Linked DNA regions of Sus scrofa: all the other regions are linked to region 2. The links are chromatin contacts, called in public Hi-C and HiChIP or PLAC-seq maps. All regions are on one chromosome and are shown on one strand. The core of a region is the stretch at or near the end of the contact, and the rest is flanking DNA. Distances in the headings are between cores, read along the strand shown. Region 1 overlaps ARNT2 (aryl hydrocarbon receptor nuclear translocator 2). Region 2 holds the start of MESDC2 (LDLR chaperone MESD). Region 3 overlaps ARNT2 (aryl hydrocarbon receptor nuclear translocator 2). Region 4 holds the start of STARD5 (stAR-related lipid transfer protein 5).

Region 1 (3,382 bases), core at 479-2,978, 400 kb before region 2:
AACTCAAGGTGATACCTTGGAGGTGGGGAATGATGGTTCCTATTACATCTGTGGACAGAGTGCAGGGTTTGCAGACAGACAGACTTCACCCTGAGTCCTACCTATGTGTGCCATACAGAGCACTGTCACCCTGGGCACATCACTGAAACTCCCTAAGCCTCAATTTCTTTATCTGCAAAAGGAGACGTTTGCAGAGATGTGAGAAACGTTGGTGGCATCCTGGCTCTGAGGATGGTGCTCAGATTTTAGAGGCCCTGAGACCAAAGATGATGCTGCCCTCGAGATGGAAATTGAAATAAAGCAGAACTGAAAATATGGAACGTTGTGATTTTTCTGTGAAACATTATATTCCTTAAATTTTTTTGAAATACCACGTTTCTGGAAAGTTATTTTTAGGCCTTCTGTTTCCTGGTATTAACACATATGAGCTTGGCTGGCCTCATGGACAAATCATGTGTTGCTGGTCTTAGTCCAGTGTTCGAACCTTGTTCTTCCCATATCATGGCCCTTAATTCCCATACTACAGTTGCTTGCTGGCCTGTCCATCTTCCCCTGGAGGCTGTCACCTCCCTGAGGTCGGGGACCACATGGGTTCTGATCTGTCATGCTCTCCCCGGTAGCTGGTATGGAGGTATTTCAGCACATTTCACTGAAGGAATGACTCCTCTGGGCTTAGTTCCAAATTCAGATTCACCAGGTCCTCCAACTGGGGTGCACTTCTAGGATGTTCTTTCTCCCTTGTGAGAGACACACACACCAGAGGCACCAGGTGAAAGGCATGGCAGGACCCGTCCATCATGTTCAGATTATGCATCTCTTTGCATGCTAAGAAAAAGAGTTTAGAAACAGAATTCAACATTGCGCCTCTCCAGGGTGGAGTTGGAACCCACACTGGGAGCTGTGAGAAGATAGATTTGGGCTGTTTGGGGGACAGACTTTTTCTCCTGTTTCTGTCTGCAAATGGAGCCAGCTGCCTGGAAAAGTAGCAAGCTCCCCAGGACATTGGGGGTGGGGGGGTGGGGTTGGGCAGAGACCAGCCAGTGACGCATTAGAGGAGATGGAGCAGCAGGATTGATCCAGCAGGGGAGCTGCGGACCGGCTCCCTCTGTGCACTCTGTTCCCAGGAGCTGCGAATAGTCAGTGGAAGGAATGCTCCAGTCCTCGGAGTTAGAAAATCTCTTCTTGCTCAGTCTTCACCACCGATCAGCCTGGTGGTTGTGTTGACATTCGGGTTTGTCCTGTGAGGACTTCTCTCCACACGCTGCCTTAGATGTGCTTGGGAGGGGCCGGTGTTGAACTTACGGACAGGACCAAGTGGGCTCCCTGGCTCTCTGGCTTCCAGTTGTCTGGCCAGTAGAGGGGACTGGCTGCAGACAGCCAGGGTAGAGGAGGCTGGGAAGGAGTGTGTGGCCGCTTCCCGAGGTTGGGCATGGACTGCGTCGCCATCAAACCAGGCTCCATCTGTCATCAGGCAGCCGATCCCGCTCGCCCCTTCAGCCGTGGGGAACGTGCGGCTCCCCCACTGCTGCTAGCCCAGGGTTCCTCAGCATCCATGCTCTTTCCCTTCCTGCCCACACCTGCTAAGTAACCCCTTCCCTACCCCCGCCTTCATCTCCCCTTCCGAGAGCAGCATCTATTCTCTGCCGCTCGTAGCCTCTCTGGGCCTCACTTTGCTCACGTGTAAAGGGAGCTGTACGATACCAGCAGGGCTGTGAGCTCACACGATGAGGCTTGCGTGAGTTGCAGGGAGTGCAGACTCCCAGCAGAGGGCAGGACAGAGGCACAGTGTATGCTGGCATCCTTCTCACCTTCCTCCTGGCTCGACCACACAGCTCCTTCCTGCATCCCCCAGACTCTCGCCATGATCACGGCGTACAGAACGTTTTGTGCTGAGCTTCTCCACATGCTCTTAGATCATCTTCAGGTGTTTCTAGATCATCTTCCTGGTAGCCCCTGTGGATGACCGTAGAGGGTTTACTCAGCAAATTAATATACGTAGGTGACAAAAGTCGCTCCCCTATGATGGCCATAGAGATGTGCGTGGATAGCTCTTCTTTCCTGCCCCTGAATCATTTCCTTAGCACAACCTCCAGCGGCAGGATGGCCACCTGGAAGGGTGTGACCGTCGCCATGCTTCCTAATGAGGTCGACAGTGCTTTCCAGGAAGATGGTGTCCACACACGCCTCTCCTGCAGAGTGGGGCCAGAGTAGTTTCGACACCAAGCTACCAGGCTAAGCAGATTTTTACCAACTTAGTAGGTGAAAAATTGTACTTTGAGGTTATTTTAATTTGCACTTATGTTGAATATTTTTATGGTGAAATGTTTCCCTAATGACTTGCTTATTATATGTATATACATATTATATGTATACATATTGCATATTACATGGTTGTTTGTTTATACTTGAATGGTCTCTTCATGTCCTCAATTTAAGGATTCATGGGCAGGAGGTCGGATTGAGATGGTTTTTGTCAGTAATTTGCCAGTAATTTTTTTGCCTGCCATTCTTTTTTTTTTTTTTTTTTTTTTCTGTCTTTTTAGGGCCGCTCCCGTGGCATATGGAGGTTCCCAGGCTAGAAGTCATATCATAGCTGTAGCCACTGGCCTAACACCACAGCCACAGCAACACCAGATCCGAGCTGCATCTGCAACCTATACCACAGCTCATGGCAATGCTGGATTCTTAACCCACTGAGCAAGGCCAGGGATCGAACCTGCATCCTCATGGATGCTAGTCAGACTCATTTCTGCTGCACCACAACAGGAACTCCTTGCCTGCCGTTCTTATTGGTATTTAGGGTTGAAGTCATCCTGCCTAATTTTTAGGCTCCGAGCTGCAGGTCTCACTGTACCTTAAAAGTAACCCAGTTTCCATAACTTTAAAACATAAAGAAGTCATCTCCTCAGGGTGTCTTTTCCTTTCCCAAGTCGAGCAGCCATGCAGAGAGCAGAACAAGGTCAGAAGTATTAGGTCAGATCCTGGCTCTGCCGTGTCACAGCCACTTACTGGTCAGCCAACTGGAACAACCACTTGGCCTCTTTAAATTCCAGTCTCTTAATTTTAGTGCCGGATAAAGTAACCGCTATGAAAATTTAGTGTGAAAGTTGAATGGAATGATGTCACGTCCTACCAGCTTACAGGAAAGCAAGTGTTAGCTGAAACCGCCAGCATCATTCGGCTTTGCTTCACCTTCATTTTTTTGTTTGTTTTTTTAATTTTCTAGTGTGATGTCTTTTACCCTGCATAAAGTGAAGTTCTAAGTCAAAACTTATTTCCTAAATATTGACAGCCTAAATTTAAAAAACAAAGCTTAAGAGTCTTCATGTGGGGCATTAAGAGAGAGAAAAAATAGAGCAAACTTAAATAAATAAAAAACGGA
Region 2 (3,267 bases), core at 60-2,559:
GCCACAGCAACGCGGGATCCGAGCCGTGTCTGCAACCTACACCACAGTTCACGGCAACGCCGGATCGTTAACCCACTGAGCAAAGCCAGGGACCGAACCCGCAATCTCATGGTTCCTAGTCGGATTTGTTAACCACTGCGCCACGACGGGAACTCCCAGAATCCTAGTTTCTGACTCAACTCCACCAGCTGTGCAAATTCACCAGGACAACACAACCACCTTTGGAAAGAAGCAGCAACGTGGTTTTGGTTTAGTAAACTTTACCTAAAAAGGTTATTATCCACTCCTTGCAATGACACACTCCAGTGCATTCAAGTAACAAACTAGAAAACTCATTCAAATCAAGTCATTATTCCTTTAAACTAGGGAGCGCCACTAGCCTTGGCTACCGCCTCCCACTACCCTCCCAAATTAAAGCCACTCAAAAAAAAATCACAAAACCCTCAGCAGGGACATATACCCAAAATGGGAATTCTGTCCTACTGATTTAGAACACGGAGAACTACGAAAGTTGAAACGGCCCTCTTGAAAGATAATCCTCCCCATACCCCTCACTCCATTCTTCAGGAGTGGAGTGGAAAAGGTCTCCCTCCCCATTTGCAGGGCTCACTGCCCATACGGGGCAATGCGTGGAGCGACCAGGGCACTAAAGACAAAGTAGAGCTGAATAGTGAGAGGCTGACCCGTGATTGGAGTGGCCAGAGGAATGATGGAAGAGGATACTGGGATGAATGGCCTGGGACCGGGGTAGGCAGGGCGTAAGGGGGTCAGAGGGGACACCGAGGGTCAACGATGGTTGGAGTAGGTCACTAAGGGATCACGGCATACGCAGCAGAGGAGGTTAGGGGGTCAGAAGGTACCGAGACGGAAGTCTAAAGGGTCCCAATACGGAGGAGGTAAGAGGTCACTAGGAGCGGGGCCAGGACAGAGAAGGGCCGGGACAGAGAAGAGCAGGGAGGGTGTGCGCGCGCCGCGGACCTCCCACTGTTCCAGAAGACGAGCCATGTCCGCATCATTGTAGTCGCGAATATCCTTCTTCTTCTTCCGGGGAGGTGGAGTAGCCTCGCTGGGCGTTTTGGCTGGGCCCTCAGCGGCGAACGCCCTTGGCGGCAGCAGCACGAGAAGCAGCAGATCAGAGACACAGAGAAGGACCACGGCGGTGCGCGCCCAGGCGGAGGCCGCCATCTTCGCCGCGCAGCGCCGGGTAGCGAGGGCGGACCGGACCTGCGCGAGCCACCGGCCCCGCCCCAGGCCACCTCTCTCCTGGACCCGCCCCCTACCGTCGCCTGCGTCGGACCCCGCCCCGCCCTCAGCCCCGCCTCCCGGCCCTGAGTAGCCTACCAGGCCCCGCCCCGTCCCATTTCCTCCAGCCCCACCTCCGGGAGCCCCGCCCCTCCGCCATCTTGGCCCCGCCCTGCCCCTCGTGTCCAGCTGAGGCTTTCTGCCCGTCCTGGATCGGACCCGAGTGCTCTCGTTCATTTTCGGCCCAGCCCGAGGCCGAACTTTTTCTCTCCTACGGGTAGGCCAGGTCCAAAAGTTCCCTCACGGCCTCTTGGAATCCTCGAACGGCACCTCGCTAGGCCTGTGAAATGAATTAGAGCTGGAAGTTCTGGGAGCTGCCTTTGCTTTGAGAAAGCCGGTTTCACGGGGTCACACGTTTCCTCTTGGTCCCCTGCAACTTCCTTTGAGAACCACCAGTTAAAAAAAGGAGTGGCAGGTAGAGCATCTTTTTCAGACGATCATCAATAGCTCGGGCCCACTGCTTTGCTGCTCAGTGGGGATGATTCAGTTTGGCATTCAATATTACTGTCATCGCTTGAATTTGAAAAAGCTTTTTAAAAAAATGATTACTTTTCATCTGTAAAATAGCTTCGGTAATCTCTTCCGATTTTAGTCTTAGTCTAATACTGTCGGCTCTGACTAATCCTTTTCACGGATGAATCATTCTGTTTTTTGTTTCTTTCTTTAAAAGATTCTGGCCAGCGATGCTCTAAAATTCTAGGAGTTTTAGGGAGTTCGCTGCTGGTTCGGGTGGTTAAGGATCCTTCAGGTGTGGGTTCAACTTATGCATGTGCAGGCTCAGCCAAAAAAAAAAGTTCAACGAGTTTTAAATGGCTGATCTTTTGATTTCTTTTAAACTTTTAATTGAATAAGGCACTTAGTGTAGTTGTAAAATATTCCAACATTGTACAGTTTCAAACATTCTAACTATCCCACACCAACCAGTTATCAGTCTGTTGAATATCATATACATTTTACTATACATTTACAAACATCAAAATGTCTCTAGAAATGGCTTTGTTACATTTACATGTGTGTTTATGGCAGCACGCTGTCCAAATTGGTAAATGTATTGGCTCCTTAAAAGTGTTTTCCACTTACCAACATGAGATGATGAGCTTTCATTCTTTATATTGCAGATATAGTATGCTTTGGTATTAATATGCCAATAGTTTATTTCCCTATTACCCTTCTGATGGCCATTTATTACTAATTATTCTATTACCTAAAAAGGAAAAAAACAAACCACTGCAAACTTTATTCATGCCTTGTTTATGGGCTGAATTATATCCCCCCAAATTTTCTCTTTTTTTTTTTTTTTTTTTGTCTTTTTGCTATTTCTTGGGCCGCTCTCACAGCATATGGAGGTTCCCAGGCTAGGGGTCGAATCGGAGCTGTAGCCACCGGCCTACACCAGAGCCACAGCAACACGGGATCTGAGCCGCATCTGCAACCTACACCACAGCTCATGGCAACGCCAGATCGTTAACCCACTGAGCAAGGGCAGGGACCGAACCCGCAACCTTATGGTTCCTAGTCGGATTTGTTAACCACTGCGTCACGATGGGAACTCCGTATCCCCCCAAATTTTCTTATGATGAAGTCTTAACCCCCCCACCCTGCTCCACGGCCTCAGAATGTGACTGTATCTGGAGGTAGGGTCTTTAAAGAGGTAATTAACTTTTTTTTTTTTTTTGTCTTTTTGCCTAGTCTAGGGCCGCTCCCAAGGCATATGGAGGTTCCCAGGATAGGGGTCCAATCAAAGCTGTAGCCGCTGGCCTACCCCACAGCAACTCAGGATCCGAGCGGAGTCTTCGACCTACACCACAGCTCACGGCAACGCTGGATCCTTAACCCACTGAGTGAGGCCAGGGATCAAACCCACAACTTCATGGCTCCTAGTCGATTTGTTAACCACTGAGCCACGAAAGGAATTCCAAGAGGTAATTAACTTTAAATGAAGTCATTAAGGTGGGCTCTAGTCCA
Region 3 (3,642 bases), core at 255-2,754, 510 kb before region 2:
CTGTGATGGAGGCCACCGCCGTTCTAGAACAGCCACAACGGTGCTAACACGCCTCTGACCACAGCCCATACACTGAGGACCAAGGAGACCCTGATGGACAGCGCATTCAGCAAAAAACAGGCCACCCCAAGGTGGGGCCCCTGCTCCTGCACAGGGCATGTCTGTCCACACGCCCTGGTCACCGCCTCGCTGCTTTTCTTCCTCTCCGCGAGCAAATGTGGGGCGCAGTTGGAGACACACAGAGGGAGAGAAGGAGAGACAAAGTGGGGGGTGGAGGGAGAGGGGAAACAGGAGGAGGCACAGACCTTACACCCCCCACCCCCCCAGTCCCTGCCTAGGTCCTCCCACTCTGACCTGGTTATTTTGGCGGAGGGAACATGTCCCAGCTTCCCAGGATAACCACCCAGGCCGCCCCAGTGTCTCCGAGCCGAGTAGAACTGACCCCTCGTGGGGTTTGGATCCCCGGCCACATGCCTGGCCCGATGCCCTGGATCCTCTGGGCTGAATGTTCTTTCCACTCCCCGGACAGCCTTCCCCAGTCGGCGTCTTAGCCAGCTGCGTGCTCTGCTAGCAGTGGGGACACAAGGTGAAGGTTCAGAAGTTTCAGATTCTTTGAAAAGTGATTCCACATGTGTGAGAGAAAAGAGCAGAAGCAAGTCACCTGGACTGCATCTTTGTCAAGAATGCCCTGATCTCAGGGAGGGGATGGGGGGGGGGCACCCACAGGGCCCATGGATGCCTTTTTTTCCCTTTTTTTTTTTGCCTTTTTAGGGCCGCACCCACAGCATATGGAGGTTCCAAGGCTAGGGGTCGAATCAGATCTGCAGCTGCCAGCCTACACCACAGCCACAGCAACACCAGTTCCGAGCTGCATCTGCGACCTACATCACAGCTTATGGCAGCGCTGGATCCGTAACCCACTGAGCGAGGCCAGGGATTGAACCTGCGTCCTCATGGATGCTAGTCGGGTTCATTAACCGCTGAGCCATGAAGGGAACTCGCACATGGGTGCTTTTACAGTGACTGGGAAGTGGCTGTGATTAGATTAGACAGCGGCTGTGCCCCAGAGCCAGCCCTTAAGGAGGGAGGAGGGAGGCTGTGGTACCTGGATGTACCAGCACCTTCCCACTGCCTTGGAATCAAATGCTGGGCTTCTCAAATATCATTCTTGAGGCAGACGGTTTCCAAAGTGTGCACAGCCAGCAGACTGGTATTGCCCTCCGGTGTAACCCCACGGCTGCTGGACTGTGGTTAAATACAGTTCACAGCACATAAGCAGGTATTCGGCTGGGTTTGCATTTATGCCGTGATGTCGCTATAGCCCCAGCCGCCTGATCCAGGCTCTGAAGAAAGGACATTTGCCGGCACCCATGTCACTTCCCTTTTTGTCAGCAGATATTATGAGCTGGCCCGGGGTCACTCCTTTGCTGCTGCTCTAGAGCCAGCCTCACTGGCACGGCCTCACATCCTTTCTCATGAGAGCACAAGTGAATCGCTTGGTGACTCATCGTTGATGATGCATCATTATTATTATGACACAGTCACTGTAGGGCAGATTCACATCCCTCACTCTTAACCAGGGGCAGGCTCCGAAGTGACTTGCACAGCTTTTTATTCATGTAAATTGACGGGTAAAACGCATTTCAAACCACCGTTGGAGGACTCTTTTGTTATCCACTTATTGTACCGAATTCTTTAAGGTGAACACAACGGGACTTAAAAGTCATATTTTGATTTTTCCTTTTTATTATCCAGATGTTTCAGTGTAGTTGAGACACAGAAAAGACATAAAATAAGAGATGATTTACTCAGAGGTTTTATAGCAGAAGAAATAAACATAGCTATTGCGGTCATGTTCACAGCGGCGCATTTGCCGTGGTGGCAGAAGACCCGGAGGCAGCCTTTTGCAAGCACTCCTCCAAAAGCTCCTTTGTCCTCAGAAGCTGATTTTCTCTGTGTGGCCTGTGAGCAGTGAGCCTGCTTTGGGGGTCAAGTGAGTGACCCTGAGGATTTGTTATGTCCTGACTTCTCTCCTGAGTCCATCTCCATGTCACACTTTTCAGAAGGACGAGATGTGACTGCAGCATCTGCACAGCCGGGAAGGCACAGTTTTGTGGTCCCTAATTTTTCACAGACAAATCCTGCTACGTTTTCCACAGCCCCTAGAAAACTCTGGCTCCAGAGCCCAGCCATCCTCTCTTATACCCTCTGCTCAGGTGGGCTGACCTGGTCCCAGCTGGGACCAGTTGCCCTGTGCCTCACCTCCCCATCTGCCTGCTGCATGAGGACCGGGCACAGACCTGAGCTGTCCTTACGGAAACCACGGGGACCAACTATCTGTGTAGTTGGCCCGGGACTTTCCCAGGTTTAACACTGAGGTCCTCTACCTCACGAATCCCTCAGTCGGGGAAAATCAGGACGATTGGTCACCCTAAATGCCCCAAAGATCATGCAGGCTGAGGAGGAACCGCTGACTAATAAATGGCGTCTCGCAGGAGCCAGATTATCACACTCATATCAATTTGAGCTGAAAGGCATTTTAAAGATAACTGTACATCTCACACCCACTTGAGGTTTTGCTCAAGGCTTGCATAAATCCATTGGAATTTTGAAAATGCGATTTCTTTTTCTTCACATGCAACTGTTGACAGCCCAGGGTATTATTAAGCCTCGTGTCCACAGCAGAGTCGCTCTTACCCATGATGAACACTGGGTGGCAGTGTGGTTCTGCGGCTCCGCAAAGGCACAGTGCTCCCCGAGCAGACTCTTTGGTGCTTATCTCCCAGGTGTCATTTTCAGGAAAGGTGAGGCGGTGGCTTAGTAACTAAGCAGAAAACTGATGACTTGACTTCATTTAGAAATTCATGTGTTCAGCCCACATCTTCCCACAACACAGACAATTGTGCAGCTGCTGTCTGGTGCCTGGTCGCCCTGTCTGTATTGTAGGAGGTGCATGGTTGTCTCCCACTAATGGGCGGATGGTCTTTTAACTCTATTTTCCCTTTCTTGTCACTTTTCTTCCCTGCCTCCCCTTCTCTTTGTGCAGAGGTATTTTTGTTATCCTTGTGGCCATCTCTCTCAGTTATCTAACTCCATTTGTTCTTTCATTCCCAGCAGCTAGTTCGAGCCCCTGTGGAAATCAGGGATCCCAAACTGGCAGTGAATTTCATCAGGTCCTCCCCCACAGACTGATGCCCAGATGAGAATTCTGGCCACACTGCACATAAAACACTATTAAAAGGATAGCATTTTAAAGAAGAAAGTGTTCTTCTTCCCTGTGTAATACCAGTCCCCTGACCTAGGTCCCCCATGTTACTCCAAAGCCTAGAGAATATGCTGTATCTTATTAGGGGCTTCTCACAGGTGCTTATGCAGGAACGGTTCTTCCTGTACAGTGTGCGTGGCCTTTCCTGGTGGCCTGGGTGCCCTGTGCTTTCCCCTTGTCACCCATTACCCAGTGGGGTCCCACCCTTAGAGCTGAGGATAGGAAGCACCCTCCCTGTGGGGCCAACAGCCCAGGCATGGGTAGCTCTGGCCCTTGAGCACACCTGCCATTCTTGTGCTGGGTGTTCTGAGAAGGGACTTCTCCACCCTGGCTGCCAGGCAGGCTGGCCTCCCTTCTGCTCAGAGTCTGAGGGAACA
Region 4 (3,279 bases), core at 594-3,093, 300 kb after region 2:
CCTACAGCTGGCAGAGAATCCTGCCTTTTTGGCCAGGACTCAGTTTATTATCATGGTCCATCAAGGGGCCATATTTCAAACTTGAGCCATGTGTCCAATCCAGGAACTGCTTCAGCATCCTCAGAGCTCACACAAAATTCACGTTCACTCTACACTCCTGCCTCCATCAGCAGCTGCTATATTCTCTCAGCTCTGTTCAGGGTGCCTCTCCCCTTCTCAGTCTCACTTTTTCCTACCTGTACCTGGGATGAGGCTGGGCTTGAGTGGCAAGCTTGTATTTCCTGGGTACCAGGGGGGTCACAGGATAGTCCCCTTGCCTAAAGGTTTCACTCACCCCCTCCAGAGGGACAGAGCCAGGTTACTGACTAGGAGTAACAACAGTGCTTGGAAAGACTTACATCAGTGATGCTTTCGATAATTTCAAAACCGGCCACATTCTCATCCCACTTATCTCGTAGGGTCCCAGCAAGTGGCTTTATGCAGTCCCACACCTGCTCTAGAGTCCCATTCACAATGCCTTCTCCTCGGTACCTGGAGCACAAAGAAGAATGTGTCCCCAAGGCATTAGTCAAACTTATCCTGGGATAACACAGAAAGACTAGAAGCCATCTCATCATCACTTTTTTAGACAGTCTTGCAAGAGAAGGGGCTGAGGTTTACCTGTCCTCCTCCCTCAGGCCTGCAGAAAAGGACAGACAATAAGCTTTCATAAGAAATACAGCTTGAGGAAAAGCAATTTAGTACAACATGGAAGCTTTTCTGGAAGATAACCGATAAGTTGATTCCAGGTGCTAGGGTGGACTGGGGTGTCTTGGGAAACAAACCCACAGAAACTGCAGGAAAGGGGTGGCACCTCTGACAAGCTTTGAACAAGGCATGCACTTACAGGTTCCCTGGAAACTCCACAGATGGCCTCCAGGAAACTGAAACTCCATTCTGTCAAAAGGCACAGAATCGCAGAATTTTAGAGCTAGAAGGGCTCTGGGAGATCACCTGGCCCAGTCCTGTTTCATGGAAGCAAAGTCTAGAGCCTCAGGAGATGCGAATCTCCAAGGAGACCCAAGTGATACGTGGCACCCTGGGGACCAGTCCTGGACAAAGCTGCCTCATAGGAGCACGAGATGGGTAAAGGGGGGGTCTTAAAGCTTGAAGAGCACTGGGGAGGGGGTGGTTTCAAACCACCTTAAAAGCCACCAGCATCTAGTTTCCTCGAGCAATTTAGGTCTGCTTGTTCAAAATCCTAAGTATTCGGTGAGTAGCACTATCCCCACGCCACCCTCCCGGAATCAAGAGAGGGCCGCAGGGTCTGAGGAACCGAGTAAGAGCTTGGGAGCCTGGTGCCTCGGGTTCCACTTCGAGCATTTACCAGCCAGGTGACCTTGGCCAAGTCTTTCAATGAGAGGGGCAGAAACTTACTTCCCGGCGTCATTGTGTACACAAAAGGCCCGATATATTTTTTAAGGGAACAACCCGCAGTGGAATCTCCTTCTCAATCTAGCTCAGGGGGGCGGGGAGGGGGGGTTGTATGCAAAAAACTACCGGGAGAGGAGGAGACTGGGGGCTTCTGAAACCCCGGCCCCAAGGAGCAGAGGTGCCCGGATCCCTTCCTGCCCAGCTTCTCACTCACGCCTTCCCGGCAAATCTTCCAGCCTGACTTGTCTTGCCGGTACTGGAGCATCTTCTCCGCTACCGCCTCGGTTATCTGCGCGGCCAGAGCCGGGTCCATTGCGACGAGAGCTGCGCGAGGCTGCGGAATCGCGGGTAGGGTGTGCGGGGATGGCCAGGTACCTGCCTCTGAAGCCAGGAAAACCCGGGCCCCAGGCGGAACCCAGAGCCCCGCCCATAACCCCGCCCCCGACCTAGGATTGGTCCGGGCCCTGTGACGGTTCCTGCCCGGCTCTGGGATTGGCAGGGCCGGAGATCGCCCGGCCGGGCACCAAGAGACACACAGCTGGCGGGGTGGGTCCGAGACACGCCCCTCACCGTCCTGCCCCGTCTGCCTCCAGCCTGTCCCGCCTCAGGGAGGGACGCTGGAGAGCGGGGACTCCAGAGGGCCGGCTGCTGAGAACAAAGTGGGCGGGCCAGATCAACGAGTACGTGATAGGCTTGTTTTAGGAATTTGCCTTGAATGCGCAGAGACTTTCTGCCTGGCGGGACGGTAGGAAGATTTGCATCACAAGTATCTTTCTAGGGCGGCTGTGGAGACCGGAAGCCCAGCTAGGCAGCATCAGCCTTAAGGGGAGAGACCGTGGTGACCTGTAGGGAGTGCGTGGTGGACGCGGCGAGAAGAGGACCTCTCGTAGTGTGTTTAGGAGATAGGATATAGAGATCTCCGTGCTAGACCGTGGAGGCTACGGGAGCAGGAAAGCATCCTGACTCCCACCTCCAGGCTTGAGCCACCGGTGGTTAGTTGAGATGGGGACGAGAGACAGGATTGAGGGGAAACATGATGAATTTAGTTCTGGGGAGACTCAGTTGCAGGTGCCTGAAAGACTTGTAAGTGATGTCCAGGAGACAGTGAGATACCCTAATATCTGGGAGAGCGCTGGCGTTTAGATAAGAGGTCGCTGAGCTCTGCGCATCTGGGTGGCTTCTATCTTGGGGAGTGAGTGGGGGTCACATCCCCCAGCCTCCTTTCCTCCTCTTCAGCGCTATAACCAGCTAAATATTTGAAAGGTCAACGGTGAAATCTGTATTTTCCGTATTGTGTTTATTGTTTCCTTTAAAGGTTTGAAAAAAAAAAGTAGTGTAAGGAAAATGACCACTTGAAACCTCTTTTTGGACGATTTGATGGGCTGACAGGTGTTAAGACGCCTGGATGGGACATTAGAGAATCCAAGTTCTAGACCTGGTTTCACCCACAACTCCGTGTGGTTTGGCCAAATCACTTAGCTGTTGTGCTTGGAGGCGAAATGGAACAATAATGAATGCCTCACTGTGCCATTGTGCTGGGCAAGGGAAGTAACGTGTGTGAACGTTCCTAGGAGACATTAGAGAAAAAGATCAATAACCAAGTTTAAAAAATTAAATACATCAAAATGTCACAAAACGTTAGAGCAGGGAGTTTTGTGGTGCAGGGTCCAGCGTTGTCACTGTAGTGGCTTGGGTCACTGCTGTGGCATGGGTTCAGTCCCTGGCCCAGGAAGTTCCACATGCCAAAGGCGTAGCGAAAAAAATACTAATAATGAATAAATAAATGAATAAAAGTCTGACCATAATTTGAGGGGGAAACTGGAGCATATTTTAACTAAAAGTAAGTTTTCTTAATGTACAACATGC

Evidence for each region. A called contact is a pair of places that touch in the nucleus more often than the background predicts. HiChIP or PLAC-seq counts read pairs in DNA pulled down with a chosen protein or histone mark.
Region 1: an H3K27ac HiChIP or PLAC-seq map of alveolar macrophages shows a contact between it and region 2. The contact joins the enhancer-like site here to the promoter of MESDC2 in region 2. A contact is called at or near these places in 13 of 47 Hi-C or Micro-C datasets (alveolar macrophages, embryonic fibroblasts, fetal heart ventricle and 7 more) and 2 of 2 datasets of contacts at active chromatin or transcription factors (alveolar macrophages and skeletal muscle).
Region 3: an H3K27ac HiChIP or PLAC-seq map of alveolar macrophages shows a contact between it and region 2. The contact joins the enhancer-like site here to the promoter of MESDC2 in region 2. A contact is called at or near these places in 10 of 47 Hi-C or Micro-C datasets (embryonic fibroblasts, fetal skeletal muscle, liver and 6 more) and 2 of 2 datasets of contacts at active chromatin or transcription factors (alveolar macrophages and skeletal muscle).
Region 4: a contact with region 2 is called in a Hi-C map of liver, with 3 times the contacts expected there. The contact joins the promoter of STARD5 here to the promoter of MESDC2 in region 2. A contact is called at or near these places in 2 of 47 Hi-C or Micro-C datasets (alveolar macrophages and liver) and 1 of 2 datasets of contacts at active chromatin or transcription factors (alveolar macrophages).

What each region holds. Positions count from the first base shown.
Region 1 is chr7:49,418,568-49,421,949 of Sscrofa11.1, forward strand. All of the region lies in intron 12 of ARNT2 (aryl hydrocarbon receptor nuclear translocator 2), which reads left to right. Among named protein-coding and RNA genes, the nearest start is that of ABHD17C, 120 kb to the right of the region's middle. Within about 2 kb of position 1,729, at least 8 of the 83 cell types and tissues checked have an H3K27ac peak or open chromatin away from gene starts, as enhancers often do. A contact at or near this core is called in alveolar macrophages, where this site is marked.
Region 2 is chr7:49,816,416-49,819,682 of Sscrofa11.1, forward strand. It overlaps MESDC2 (LDLR chaperone MESD), which reads right to left and starts at 1,310. Exons shown (of 3, transcript XM_001928863.5): 1 at 979-1,310. The coding sequence starts at 1,185.
Region 3 is chr7:49,307,232-49,310,873 of Sscrofa11.1, forward strand. All of the region lies in intron 2 of ARNT2 (aryl hydrocarbon receptor nuclear translocator 2), which reads left to right. Among named protein-coding and RNA genes, the nearest start is that of ARNT2, 50 kb to the left of the region's middle. Within about 2 kb of position 1,505, at least 19 of the 83 cell types and tissues checked have an H3K27ac peak or open chromatin away from gene starts, as enhancers often do. A contact at or near this core is called in alveolar macrophages, embryonic fibroblasts, omental adipose tissue and 1 more, where this site is marked.
Region 4 is chr7:50,116,809-50,120,087 of Sscrofa11.1, forward strand. It overlaps STARD5 (stAR-related lipid transfer protein 5), which reads right to left and starts at 1,844. Exons shown (of 6, transcript XM_003128449.4): 1 at 1,628-1,844; 2 at 887-936; 3 at 399-531. The coding sequence starts at 1,726.